4 separate regions of the Sus scrofa genome follow, and all the other regions are linked to region 1. A link is a contact called in public Hi-C data. All regions are on one chromosome and are shown on one strand. The core of a region is the stretch at or near the end of the contact, and the rest is flanking DNA. Distances in the headings are between cores, read along the strand shown.

Region 1 (3,112 bases), core at 307-2,806:
TGAGTCTGGTGTATCTTACTTAACATGATGTTTTCAAGGGTCATCTATGTTGTAGCATATGTTAGAATTGCATTCCTTTTTAAAGCTGAGCAATATTCCATTGTATGTATACGTACATACATCATATTTTGTTTATCCATTCATCTGTTGAGAGATATTTATGTTATTTCCACCTTTGGGCTACTGGGAATGATGCTGCCATGAACATTGATGTACAAGTATCTGAGGCCCTCCCTACTTTCAGTTATTTTCAGTAGACACCAAGAAGTGAAATTTCTGGATTATATGGTAATTCTATATTTAACTTTTTGAGGTACCACTAAACCATTTGCCACAGAAGCTGCCCCATTTTACATTCCTACCAGCAAGGCACAAGGGTTCCAGTTTTTTCACATCTCACCCATTGCCAAAATTTGTGATTTTCCAATTTTTTGGTAATAGCCATTCTAGTGGATACAAATAATATCTCATTATGGTTTTAATTTGCCTTAGTGACCAGTGATGTTGGTCATCTTTTCATGTGCTCAGAGGCCATTGGTATATCTTCTTTAGTGAAATGTCTGCTCAGGTCCTTTGCCCATTTTTCAATTGGGTTGTTTGTCTTTTGTTAAGTTGTAAGTTTCCTTATATAATTTTGGGTAGTACAGTCTTCATGTAGATACCCTCATTCCTTGGGCCCGTAAATACTGTGATTTTGGGCCACACCTGCAGCATATGGAAGTTCCCAGGCTAGGGGTCGAATGGGAGCTGCAGCTGCTGGCCTATACCACAGCTCACGGCAATGCAGATCCTTAACCCGCTGAGCAAGGCCAGGGATTCAACCTGAGTCCTTATGGATTCAAATCAGTTTCCTTACTGCTGAGCCACAATAGGAACTCCAGTAAACATAAATTTCTAACATTGCCTATTATAAACACCTGCTTTATTAAGCAGTAGCTTATATAGCCAACGGGAAAGTTACTGGTATTTCACCAAATGTGAAAAATCAGCTTAGGAAATATGTAACTCAAATGATTTTCACTAAAAGAATGTTAATTTTCAGTTTGCCAAGTGGAATTCATTATAGCTTTTAAGGAACGGCATTCCCCCTCACTTTTATGGTCATCACTCACTCCCACATCCCTTTTCCTTTTGGTCACTGTTACTCCAGGCCTCAGAGAGTTGAATGGTGCCTCCTTAGGTAGGTTAACTATAAAGCTGATGAAGCATACATTTTAGGGCCTCTTACTTGCATGGTCCTCTTCCAAGATCTTATACCTAATTATGCCTTTGAACTTTTATTTTTTACAGAAGTCTTTCCAAGTTTTATAAACTTCAGGTCCACAAAATCCGGATGTGCCCCTGAATACGTTCCTTCCATCTGAAATCATGTCTTAATCATTGTTGCACTGCTGACAAACCGGCCTGGGATCTATTGATCAGTATACTAAGTTATTTATGGCTGGCTTTCTTGCTTTGCAGTTTCTGATCTAGGGTGCCAAGCCACCACACTTTTCTGCACAGTTCCAGAAAAACATGAGCTCTGGGTGTTTCTAGTCAGCCCTGGTATGCTCCCCTGGCTTCTGTTCCGAGCTTTGTCAGCACACAGCACTTGTCTGGCTCTGGCCACTCAGAGGAACATGCAGGCCAAAGTTTGAAAATTTGGTTCCTAGCTGTTCATGCAAAATATGCTTGTCCTTTTGTACTGTGCACAGAGCCATAAATAGAATTTTGTACTTGCATAGTGAGGGCAAAGAATGCCATTACCAGCCTAATGCCTCATCTTTGAAAACTTTCATGAGCATAGCTTAGGCAATTTCCTAACTATTAGGGTATCTTGTGAGGAGTAAAAATGAACCTTCTGTCCCTTTATCAGATTGTATGATTTCATTAAACAGAAATGAATTTTTAAAAAATTAAATAAATCTTTATATATTCGCTCCTGTCCTGCTGTAAGGCTTTAATAACAAGGAGCTCATTCATGTATATAAACTGTTTTCAATTCTTCTCCTTTTCTCTGTGCAGTTGTAATAACTCAGACAATTGACATTTTTCTATGAAGGGGATATCTGACAAGATATCAGCATGGTCTCTTTCGAAAGGCATTTTTTCTTCCTTAAAAAAAAAAGAAAAAAGAAAAAAGAAAACTCAATTCCCCCTTCCCTTCTTTCTTTTCTTTCTCTTCTTGGTCTTTCTCTTCTCTTCCAAGAACAAGTCCATCCTATAGTCATTAGTTTGTACAGAGCAAGGTGTGCACCCACTGGAAGTATGGAGTATCCCAACCCTGTCATTATGAGGGAAGCTCCAGATGAAGGGTGGGGTGTGCCCATGAAGCTCAAGAGAACTGGTGTGGCTTTGGCAGGGCATCTGTGCAAGGGAAGGATGACAACAGTGGGTGACTGGTTACAACCCAGTAGAGTTGATCAAATAGGTAAATATTTTAGGAATAATGGAAATGCATTTCTTAATAAAAGAGAAGGGAGTTACAGGTACAGAAAGAGAGAAAGTTACACTTAACCCAGTGGCATTGCATTGGAGTTGCGAGTATTGGTGTGAACAAATGATTTTCATTCTACGGAGATCGAGAATTACATGTGTAAATGTTTGTGTGCACATGTGTACAGCTATGTCTTCTCTAGCTCTGTCCATTCAGAAAACTTAGGAGCAGCAGCACCCCAAGAACAGTGACCATACCCAGCAGCCCCAGATCTTGGCTTTTAACACCATTCTATCCTAAAGGATACCAAAACCAGGGCAGGGAAAGTACAAGATGAGATTGAAACATCTCGTTGGGCCAGAAAGCAAGAAAGTGCTCATAGAATGATGAGGATGTAACAGAAGTGACAGAAACCTTCTTGAAGGGGCTTCTACTAATCAGACTTAGGATATCATGTACATCAAAATAGATGTAGTGGAGTTCCTGCTATGGCACAATGGGAACTATGGTGTCTCTGCAGCAGCAGGGATGTGGGTTCGATTCCTGGCCCAGTGCAGTGGGTTAAGTATCCAGCATTGCCACAGCTGTGGCGTAGGTTGCAAATCCAGCTCAGATTTGATCCCTGGCCCTTTGGAACTCCATAAGCCACAGGACAGCCAAAAAACAAAAAAACAAAATAAATAGTGGTAATAGATA
Region 2 (3,112 bases), core at 318-2,817, 210 kb before region 1:
ATTGTGTCTGGCAGAAGAAATAGTGTGAAAAATATTGAGTCATTCTTTAGCATGCACTTTAAAGCATTCAGTTTAAAGCCCAGAAGGCAGATCAAAAGATGAAATCAACTGCCCTTTCTGTCTATAACGTACTCACAGTCTAGGTAAATAGATGTACATACAAATCACTCTAATGCTGTGTGGTAAGTGGATAAGGGTAAACATAGACTATTTGTGAATAAAATGAGGACGTATTTTTTTCTGTGAAAGTCAAGGAAGTCTTCATGGAGGAGATGATATGTAGGGTGGCACTTGAATGAGAAGTTCATGCAGGTTGTTGATTAAGAATGAGAGAGGCATAAGATGTCTATACAAGCAAACAGGAAAAATCACTTTACATAAATGTGTTGTGCTGTACACTTGTGCACATTTTAGCTTGCTAACAGCATTTTACTGAACTCCAAATAGAACTTTTTAAAAATAATACTAGTGGAGGCACTAGTGTAATGGAATGGAAAATCATCTGTGACGTTGGACTTTCTCTTGCCTTTTTTGGTCCCAGGAGTGAAAATGACATGTGTAAATCTTATAACTCTGTTTTTTAGGGAACAATTAAGTGCTGAATTCTAAGTAGAAGATCTCAGATTGTGCTTTTCAAGTACCTATAACTATGAGAGGTAACAGCTGTTACCAAAGAGGGCTTACACTGAGTTTGACAAGGCTATTTATATTGCCTTGGTAACTATCTTCACTGTCTGATCTTGCCTTTGCTTCTTGTATTTAAGATCGTAGAAAACCCGCCTTCCATAATTAGAGTTTACTTGGCTGTATTCACCACCCACTCTGGTGATTTTTTGGCAGCAGAGTTTGTACAAGTCTTAATTATAGAACCATAGAATTACAGACAACTCTTCAGTGTCCTAGCAGACAAATTTGCTCATGTCTAGGGATGTGAAAAAAAGACTCAGGATTTATATCTTGGGACTTCTGATTCACATTGCACTTAACATTAATTTTGGAGAAGATGGTTAGTCAAATCCATGTTTTTCAGTATATTTTTAGAATAAATGAAGCAGTGTGGCATGAAAAATCCTATAAGGTATGACTTGGGACATGAAATAACTAAACAATAACTTCCATAGATTATTTTTGGCAGGAAGAATTGTTGATAGGTTGTTGACAAAAAGTACTGTTTCCTCAATATTTTACCTATCTGCTTGGATTTTTAAATATTTTCTAAATTAAAGAGAATATTTTTTTCCCTTAAAATTGTTTGGCAAAGTGTTTTTAAAATTCTTAGACTCTCCAAAAAAAGAAATGAAGCTGCCCATGGGAACCTGGGCCCACCCTTTCATTTCTGAATTTAAAAATCATGTTTATATCTCCAGTTACAAAATCTTGCCAGTTCATCTCGGATCTCTCATCTGGGATCCTTTCATCAACACTGAGTTTGTTTCCTCTCGAGAAGCCTTAAAAAATAGTTTGGGCTGTAGTTTTTTGGCTAGGAGCATGACATTTCTCTAGCTGACCTCAAGCGTTTGAGTTGTGAATACTCTGTGGACAGGTCTGCCAAGACCATTTGGTTTCAAATCTTTATTACTGACCTAGAACTAAGCTGAGTGACTTTCGTGGGAAAGGGAAGAATGGAAATGTGATGGTCTCTGACTTCCTTTCCAGGCCATGTGTCAGTGAGGGAGGCCATGATCATCAGGAAAGTGTGGTAGGCTTTGTCTACAGCTAGAAATATGTATTGTATCTAATATTCTTGCTTTAAAAGGCAAAAGATCCTGCTTTAATCTGGAATTTATGTCATTCAAGCATCTTTGAGAACCATTGACCATAAACTACCAGCAGGTGGCAGTAAAGATTTTTGGGGTTTTTTGTTTTTTTCAAAACCAGTTTTTTAGTCTCTAGCAAAGATGGAGTTCAGTAGAAAACTTGAGATGTTTCCACAGTGCTCATGTCACTGGGCTAGAAAGTATTCTTCTTCAGCTTAGCAAGTATGCATTTGTGATTTTCTACCTTTCTGTTTTTATCTACTTTCTTCAGAATTGAACTGAGTCTGTCAGGCTCTGAAAGAAAGCTTGTGTATCACTGGTTTGAATAGATCTTTCTATCATTTATCATTTGTAGTTAAATTCAGGGGTATAACATTATTTTCATGATATTTATGTTGTTATAAGCTTTAAAAAGTGTGTTGTTATAGAAAATATGCTTATTGAAATGCCTCAGAGGTTTTGAGATAAGATCTGTATTTTCAGTATTGTTTATATTTTTTAAGTATGTAATTTTCTTCAGTGCCAAGTTAATGTTTCTCACTTATCTAAAAGAAAATGATTAAATGGCAAGAAATTGTGAGCCCATTATCTTCAAGTATGAAGTGAAAAACAGCAAACAAATTTTCATGGCATTGGGTGATATTTCTCAGAAAAACATCTAATTATATCTTTGGAATTTTTATCTTAGAATCACATTACCAACCCATGTGTGCCCTGATAAGGTTGGTAAACAACTAGGACAAAGGACAAGTTTGCAGTTCAGGGTTCTCAGTTCTGGGGTTCTGTCTGAAAAAGCAACTCTCCAAATCTTAAAAAAAAAAAAAAGAACAGAAATTTCTTCATAGAAAATATTATGATAAGACAACTGCATTTACTCTGATTAGTAAACTTAACCTGATGAAAATGTTTGGGGTTTTTTCCTCTTTGTTTGTTTGTTTGCATGGCTTAAACACATTTTCTGAAACTGAAGAGCAAAGTAGTCTAGAAAAAAAATGTATGTAAAAATATTATATGAAATGACACTGAATATCTGAGAATTTGAAATACTTAAATATGAATTTTCGGTGGCTGCTGGATGTGCAGAAGTTTTAGCTTTCATAGGCCTTCTCCTTAAGAAGGGACGAGGAAATTGCCTTAAAATTCAGAGGACTGTTCTCTGGAATTCAGCAAAAGTTGGACAGGCAGTGACTTGTCCAGTTTCCTCATTCTGTAATGTTTTGGGATGTCATTTTGCAATATCCGTTTGTTTCCCAGGTAAGATCCTGCTCAGATACTCCTGCCAATAAATTCTGCTTTAATCTGCAGTTTATATCATTTTAACTCTGAATATCTAGCATCACTGAGACTCAGAATTA
Region 3 (3,112 bases), core at 454-2,953, 170 kb before region 1:
AATAAATTTATACATATTACAATGTATATAAATGACTATGTACTACATATATATATATATATGTGTATATATATATATATATGTATATATATATCTCCCCTGTGAAGATGCACACATAGCCTTCTGGATCTCTCAGTAATGATTCTCAGGCAATAGTCCAGGCAGGACTTAATTTTTGCAAAGTTAATATACATCTAGAAAATGCTAGGAAAAAGTCTAAATTAAATGTATTAGCAAATTAGTTACTGGGTATGGCATTATTAATACATTAAATGGAGTCACTGTGGACATCACTCTTTCAACCTAATGATGTGTATGTTTTGAATTTTCCTTATAATTTGGAACTCAGCTGGCTTTAAAAAAATAGCTAACTTGGAAACCAGAGAATAATCCTGAATGTTATGTATCACTTTGGCTGGATTCTCATATTATCTTAGTAAGAGCCTGCAATTAAATAATCACCTAATTAACAAATATTAATTTTTATTCACTAACCCAGATGAAATCTTCTCATTTACTACTTACAAATTGGCTATGGTTCACCAGTGGCTCCAAGATAAAGCCTAAACGCTGTGACACAGCATATGCTTAAACACTAAGCTCTGCTTCGGTCTCACCTTCCATCCCTTCTCTTTCTCACAACCCCCCTTCTGCCCCACACACATACTCTGGGTGGCTCATGTCTTTGTCCCTGTAGACTGTGCTGCTTCCTGAAACTTGTCGCCTTTTTTTGTCTAGTAAATTACTACTACTTATTCATGCCTAGTATCAAATGGCTGAGCAGCTTTTCTGGGCTTGATTGGGTAGCTCTGAAATATTCAGTATTGTCTAGGTTTTTCCAAGGCTGAGAAGATGCTTCATTCATCTCTGTATCCACCTTTTCATCTAGCATCTACCCCAGGATCTTCAAGGTACTCAATAAAAGGGTTATTGTAGATGTTTAGGGAATTTGTCAATAAATTAATAAGTGAATGTTACAATAATCTGTCCCTGGGTGGATAGTAATCAATACTTTAATGACTAGCATCTAATATTTCCTATTCTAATGTTTCGTACTTCACACAGTGAAGAAATCACTATCTATTATATTTTGGAACAGAAGCCTTTTTTTAACTTACTTACCTTTACTTTGAATTCATTGGTAGAATTTAATTATAGTTATCTCAAGCCAATTACCTGACTTCAAATAACTGTACGCTAAATATTGTGGAGATGATCCTCTCTGTATTTGTCTGGTAAAGAGTGACATCTTCTATTCAAAGAACTCTCAGGAACACTTAAGAAGCATTGACTACTCAACATCAAAGTATACCACGATGTTTGGAATAGCCTACCAGGTGTTTGGAATCTCTTTGAGGACACTGACATGTAAAATGAGAAAGGAAAGTGCAAGCCTTCATGGGGTTGTATGAAAAATCTCAGAGGATAAAATAATTGCTATAGGAATTTATAGAGTGGTGTGTTGAGATGCTTAAAGAAGGACTGTGGGAGCAGGTAAGATTTGAGCCTCATTTTAAGAATGAATAAGAGAGGGTACTCCTGGAGGATGAGAGTATCATAGCAGAGATACAAGCTTTGGAGAATATTCCCTTGGTCCCTCCTCTTTATTCCAGGTTTTTCCTCCAGACACTTGCATTTGCCTGCTGCTCTGCACAGGGTCACACTAGCCAAGTTCTGGGAAAGAATCCAGTAGGAAACGTGTAAGATACTTCCTGGCCGTAACAAAATTGCTTCAATATCAAATTGCTTTGTTGCTTGGGTCTCACATCTGTTTCCTTGTCCTTTCACCAACCCCCCTGTTAGTTAAAGTGAATCTCCTGATTCCTGACTCCTCGACCTTTTGACCATTCCCAAAGCCTTACCATTGTGCCTTGGGGTTCTCCTCTGCCTGCTTGATTTCTTTCCTGCCTTCAGTCTCTGAGTTCCTATGGCCTGTGTGTTCTAACTTCTGCCTGCCTGGGGTTCCCAATTTACTGTTCTTACTCAGACCCTTGACTTATTAGTATGGTTAGCTGACTATCTGTCTAGTTGCTGACCTGTTGGGTAGAGTGCATTTCCAGCCAGAGACTGTGGTATCTCAGTTGTCTGCCCAGTTTCTTTTTCTATCATAACAACCAGCTTGCTTGCCATGAAAGATTCATTTGTGGGAACAATGAAAAATATTTGTGGAGATACTGAAAGAAAAAAAGGTTAACGTTGAGCTGTGACGGAATTTTCAAGACAGTTTGAATTTTATATTTCATTCTCTATGCCAGTAGTCTTAAAAACCTGCAATTTTTGAGGTATTGCAGGTTATGTAGGAGTTTTGGCACCTCAAAAACATGCAGGATTATCCATTGGGGTGTGGAAAGATACTATTAGAGTGGTTAGTTCAGTGCATTTTCATCTTTACACATTTTAATGACTAGTTAATTATAATAAAGAATAAATAACAGTGAAAATCTTTAAAATAAAAATCAATCAAAAATCCAATATTTAAATTATAGAGTATCCTAAGTTACTCTGTATACTGGATAGTCACATATCAGGTCTGGTAACAGGCTTCTGGAGGGAGAGTCTAAACTCAATAACCTGGAAGGGTTGACAGTGGGGACCTTGAGTTTTGTTCACTTACAGCATTTTTGAGGTATTGCAGGTTATGTGTACCTTGATTTACAGGTTGTGTTTCTAGCTTTAACCAAAAGAGCACTCACAGAATGATCAAGTGCCTTAAAAAGATTCTTGCCAAGTAACTGCAGATTGAAGCCACTACTCGTGATGTACATGTTAAAGCTGATATTTATACTCCTGAGACAGACCCTTCCTTAACTTTACTAAGAACAAAAATCAGTGCTATTTTATGCAGGTGTAACAGAAACCCCACCAACAAAAACAGATAATTTCCAAGTAGACCCTTAGAAAAACTACACCCTAGGTGTATATTTTACTTTAGAATAGTAAGCATTGTGTAGGTATTATCATTTAGAAATAGTGTTTACTTCATGTTTACACTCAACCTTTAAAATGTCTGCTTTTTCCCATGTTTAGTAATATTTGTATTTAATTCTGAGAATAGATGTACATATTCATCCATTCATGTTTTGAATAGATATAGAGGACCAAAAAATTTTAG
Region 4 (3,112 bases), core at 323-2,822, 150 kb before region 1:
TTATGCTCATAATTTTTGTTATGCCTGTAAGGGAGCCATTACCTAAAAGGATATTTTCATAAACAGATGTGAGAGTAAGATCTACTATAATGTATATAAAAGATAATTGCTTCTTATTTAATACATACCGTAAAATTCCATCACAGGTTAAAGATTTACTATAAATTCAATTTAAAAGAAATTAAAAAAAATGGAGTATGTAATCTAAAATTTAAATATATGCTAGAATATATGTATGTATATACATACATACAAAACTTGGAAGTTGAAAGGTACTGTTAGTATTGCCTTTTTTATTTTGCTGTTTATGATTAGGCACATCTTCTCTAAATAGCTTTTAGTCATCAGCTGGTCCAATACAGATTATACTGCTTTGAGTATATTTAAGTTGTTGACTACTATATAGAAATATGTGTATCTTTTTCTGTACAGTGTTAAGGAAAGTAGGTTGATGACTATGGACTACAAAAACATTAAAAAATCTTTTTTTTTAAGTAAAGGTTTGTATTTGTGTTTACATTTTGGCTTATTCATCCATATATTGCTTTATAATAGATGAATTTCAGTTGGCCAATCCATATTTAAGCACGCACTAAATTCAGCCATTGGTTTTGGCTTTCCATTGAATGGACTGACCTTTGAAGATTTTTTTGTTATTGTTATTTGTTCTCTTTAATATGATCTGCCTAAAACTCTTTGGAAAAGAAAAATGTTTCTTTTTTTTTTTGTTTTTGTGTTTTTTTAGGACCGCACCCATGGCATATGCAGGTTTTCAGACTAGGGGTCCGATCAGAGCTGTAGCTGTTGGCCTACAGCTAGTAAATCTTTTAAAATTGCAAATTATAAGAATAAATAACTTTTTGCAGTTATCAGTGCTTTTGCACTAAAAATTATATAAGGACTAAATTGAAGTATGGAAAGAAGTAAGTATGATTCAGCTACATGCAATTGAGAGCACAATTTCTTTAGAGAAATATTTTAAGCAGTTTGTCCATTCCTTCTTCTTTGGTTATTGCATAATTAGGTATGTTTCTTAGCTGGTGGACAGACATGAAATAACTCTCTGGACTGGCATATGCTTAAAAACCTTTGCTATATATTGACTGCGAGAAAAATCACTGGCAATTTACCGCTGATCTAAATTTGAGCACCTAAAATCTTAACGCTAAATTGAATATTTAGTGGTCATAAAGTAAGTGGTCCATAGGAGCAGAGGTACAGAGTTGGAACAGTGAGAACCATAAAGAACTCTAGCTTTATGTTTTTAATTTACACACTTGGTTTTATTTTCCTTCACCACATAAATTGTTATAAATTTTCCACTTGCTAGGAAGGATTTCTCAAGCATTGCTAGACAGTTTAGCTTATTTTTCTCCTGGATAAATTTGTATGCAATCATTTTAACAGGTGAGAGAATTCAAGGAAGTGGTGACTTGCTAGGAAATGAGTTTGCAAGGCTTTGATTTTTTTTTTTTTTTTTCATTACTGGTATGATTTCCCAAATACCTCATTTCATTTTCACGTAAAAGGTACTTTTCCATCTCATCACTTCTACATTGAGCAAGTCTACCCACTAGGAGGCACTCTTTCCAAACTTTATTTTTCAGTGCACCCGGAAGACTTTTCCCCAGTAAACCTTGTGGGTATTTATTCATCTTTTCTGTTTTTATTTCTAGGCTAAAGGTTTTTGCATGCAGTCTCTACTTGCCAGTGGAAACAGGCTTTTTTGTTGTGAAAACAACAAAAAAATCTTCCACATATTTTGATTGGTACCTGTTTTTCTAGGTACTGTTTTCTGGAACGGAATATTTAATTTGTTAGAAAAACACAATCTATTTGATATCAAAAGTTCAGTAAAATTCTAATACTTTTAAACCTTTTTTTTTTTTTTACTAATACCTCCCCTTAATATTTTTTTCTCTTAGGTAGAAACATATAGATCCCTAAGTTTATGTCAGTTGTGCAGAGTTGAGGATATTAAGTCACAATAGAATGCAGTGTTACAAAAAGTAAAACAGTGATTTGTGTTAGGAACAGCTTTCAGATTCAAAAAATCATCAGAGACTGGAAGATTGGTGTATACACAAACATACAGACAGATGAGAACCACCAGACCATAGAGAACGTTTTCTTAGTGGCATGTGGTACTCAGTCTCATTATTGCTGGTCATACACTGATAGATGCAGGCCCCTTGTCATAAGGATGCATGTAGAATTAAACTGGAGTTATTAGTGACATCAGAAAAAATTACAGTTGATCTGTATTTTAGAGGTAGTAATTAATACAGCTATTGAATTTTTAGATAGTTTCAAATTTCTGTTATCAAATATATAACTGAACATTTAAAGTGCATTTCAAGTGGAAATTTATTCATTTAATTAAGTAAAGCTTGATTTTTCAAATTTGTTAAAACAGGTTAGGGACCTGGTTCCATGCATCTATTAATTTATTTATTTAATGATTTTTATTTTTTCCATTATAGTTGGTTTACAGTGTTCTGTCAATTTCTGTTTATTTATCGAGTGCAGACTGTGTTAGGTTCTGTTCGTGACTTTGTTTAGAGCAGCAAACGTAAGAGCAAAATCTCTTGGCTTGTGTTTATATTTGCTTCTAATGGTGGCAGGGGACAAAGGTGCATAGCAGGTTGCAATAAAAAGGGGTAAGACAGTTGTAAAAGGGTTGAGAGTAGTATAAGCCTAGCTATTTTACATGGAGAGGCTGAGATAGGTCTCTCTGAAAAGGTGCTATTTGAGCAGAGACCTGAAGGAAATAAGAAAGTCATGCATATAAATGGGGCGGTGTTGGGGAACAGTCCAGATAAAAGGAAAAGCAAGCACAGTCCTGTAGTTTATTCTAGAATCAGTCAGATGCCCTGGGCCCGAATGTGCAGGAGAGTGGTAGCAGAGGAGGTCGGAGAGATGTGAAAGGACCTAGTAGAATTTTACTTCCAAGGAGAAAGGACATTGTTGGTAAAATTTGCGCTGATCTGACCTAACTTTTCAGAGGATCGCTCTAATGTCTGGGATGAATCCAGGAGCTGTGATAAAAGTAGGAAAAACTAGTCACTTTGCACTTGTCCAGGCAAGAGATGATGGTTTTTCATGACCTTGA

Evidence for each region. A called contact is a pair of places that touch in the nucleus more often than the background predicts.
Region 2: a Hi-C map of liver shows a contact between it and region 1, with 17 times the contacts expected there. The contact joins two enhancer-like sites. A contact is called at or near these places in 1 of 5 promoter capture datasets (liver) and 17 of 47 Hi-C or Micro-C datasets (adipocytes, alveolar macrophages, embryonic fibroblasts and 9 more).
Region 3: a Hi-C map of liver shows a contact between it and region 1, with 2.6 times the contacts expected there. The contact joins two enhancer-like sites. A contact is called at or near these places in 12 of 47 Hi-C or Micro-C datasets (embryonic fibroblasts, epiblast stem cells, fetal heart ventricle and 6 more) and 1 of 2 datasets of contacts at active chromatin or transcription factors (skeletal muscle).
Region 4: a Hi-C map of liver shows a contact between it and region 1, with 9 times the contacts expected there. The contact joins two enhancer-like sites. A contact is called at or near these places in 1 of 5 promoter capture datasets (liver), 20 of 47 Hi-C or Micro-C datasets (alveolar macrophages, brain, embryonic fibroblasts and 13 more) and 1 of 2 datasets of contacts at active chromatin or transcription factors (skeletal muscle).

Annotation. Positions count from the first base shown.
Region 1 is chr2:98,208,770-98,211,881 of Sscrofa11.1, forward strand. All of the region lies in intron 87 of ADGRV1 (G-protein coupled receptor 98), which reads left to right. Among named protein-coding and RNA genes, the nearest start is that of ARRDC3, 230 kb to the right of the region's middle. Within about 2 kb of position 1,557, at least 6 of the 83 cell types and tissues checked have an H3K27ac peak or open chromatin away from gene starts, as enhancers often do. A contact at or near this core is called in liver, where this site is marked.
Region 2 is chr2:97,997,969-98,001,080 of Sscrofa11.1, forward strand. The region is part of intron 84 of ADGRV1 (G-protein coupled receptor 98); the gene reads left to right. Among named protein-coding and RNA genes, the nearest start is that of LYSMD3, 300 kb to the left of the region's middle. Within about 2 kb of position 1,568, at least 12 of the 83 cell types and tissues checked have an H3K27ac peak or open chromatin away from gene starts, as enhancers often do. A contact at or near this core is called in liver, where this site is marked.
Region 3 is chr2:98,040,613-98,043,724 of Sscrofa11.1, forward strand. The region is part of intron 84 of ADGRV1 (G-protein coupled receptor 98); the gene reads left to right. Among named protein-coding and RNA genes, the nearest start is that of LYSMD3, 340 kb to the left of the region's middle. Within about 2 kb of position 1,704, at least 5 of the 83 cell types and tissues checked have an H3K27ac peak or open chromatin away from gene starts, as enhancers often do. A contact at or near this core is called in liver, where this site is marked.
Region 4 is chr2:98,058,384-98,061,495 of Sscrofa11.1, forward strand. The region is part of intron 84 of ADGRV1 (G-protein coupled receptor 98); the gene reads left to right. Among named protein-coding and RNA genes, the nearest start is that of LYSMD3, 360 kb to the left of the region's middle. Within about 2 kb of position 1,573, at least 10 of the 83 cell types and tissues checked have an H3K27ac peak or open chromatin away from gene starts, as enhancers often do. A contact at or near this core is called in liver, where this site is marked.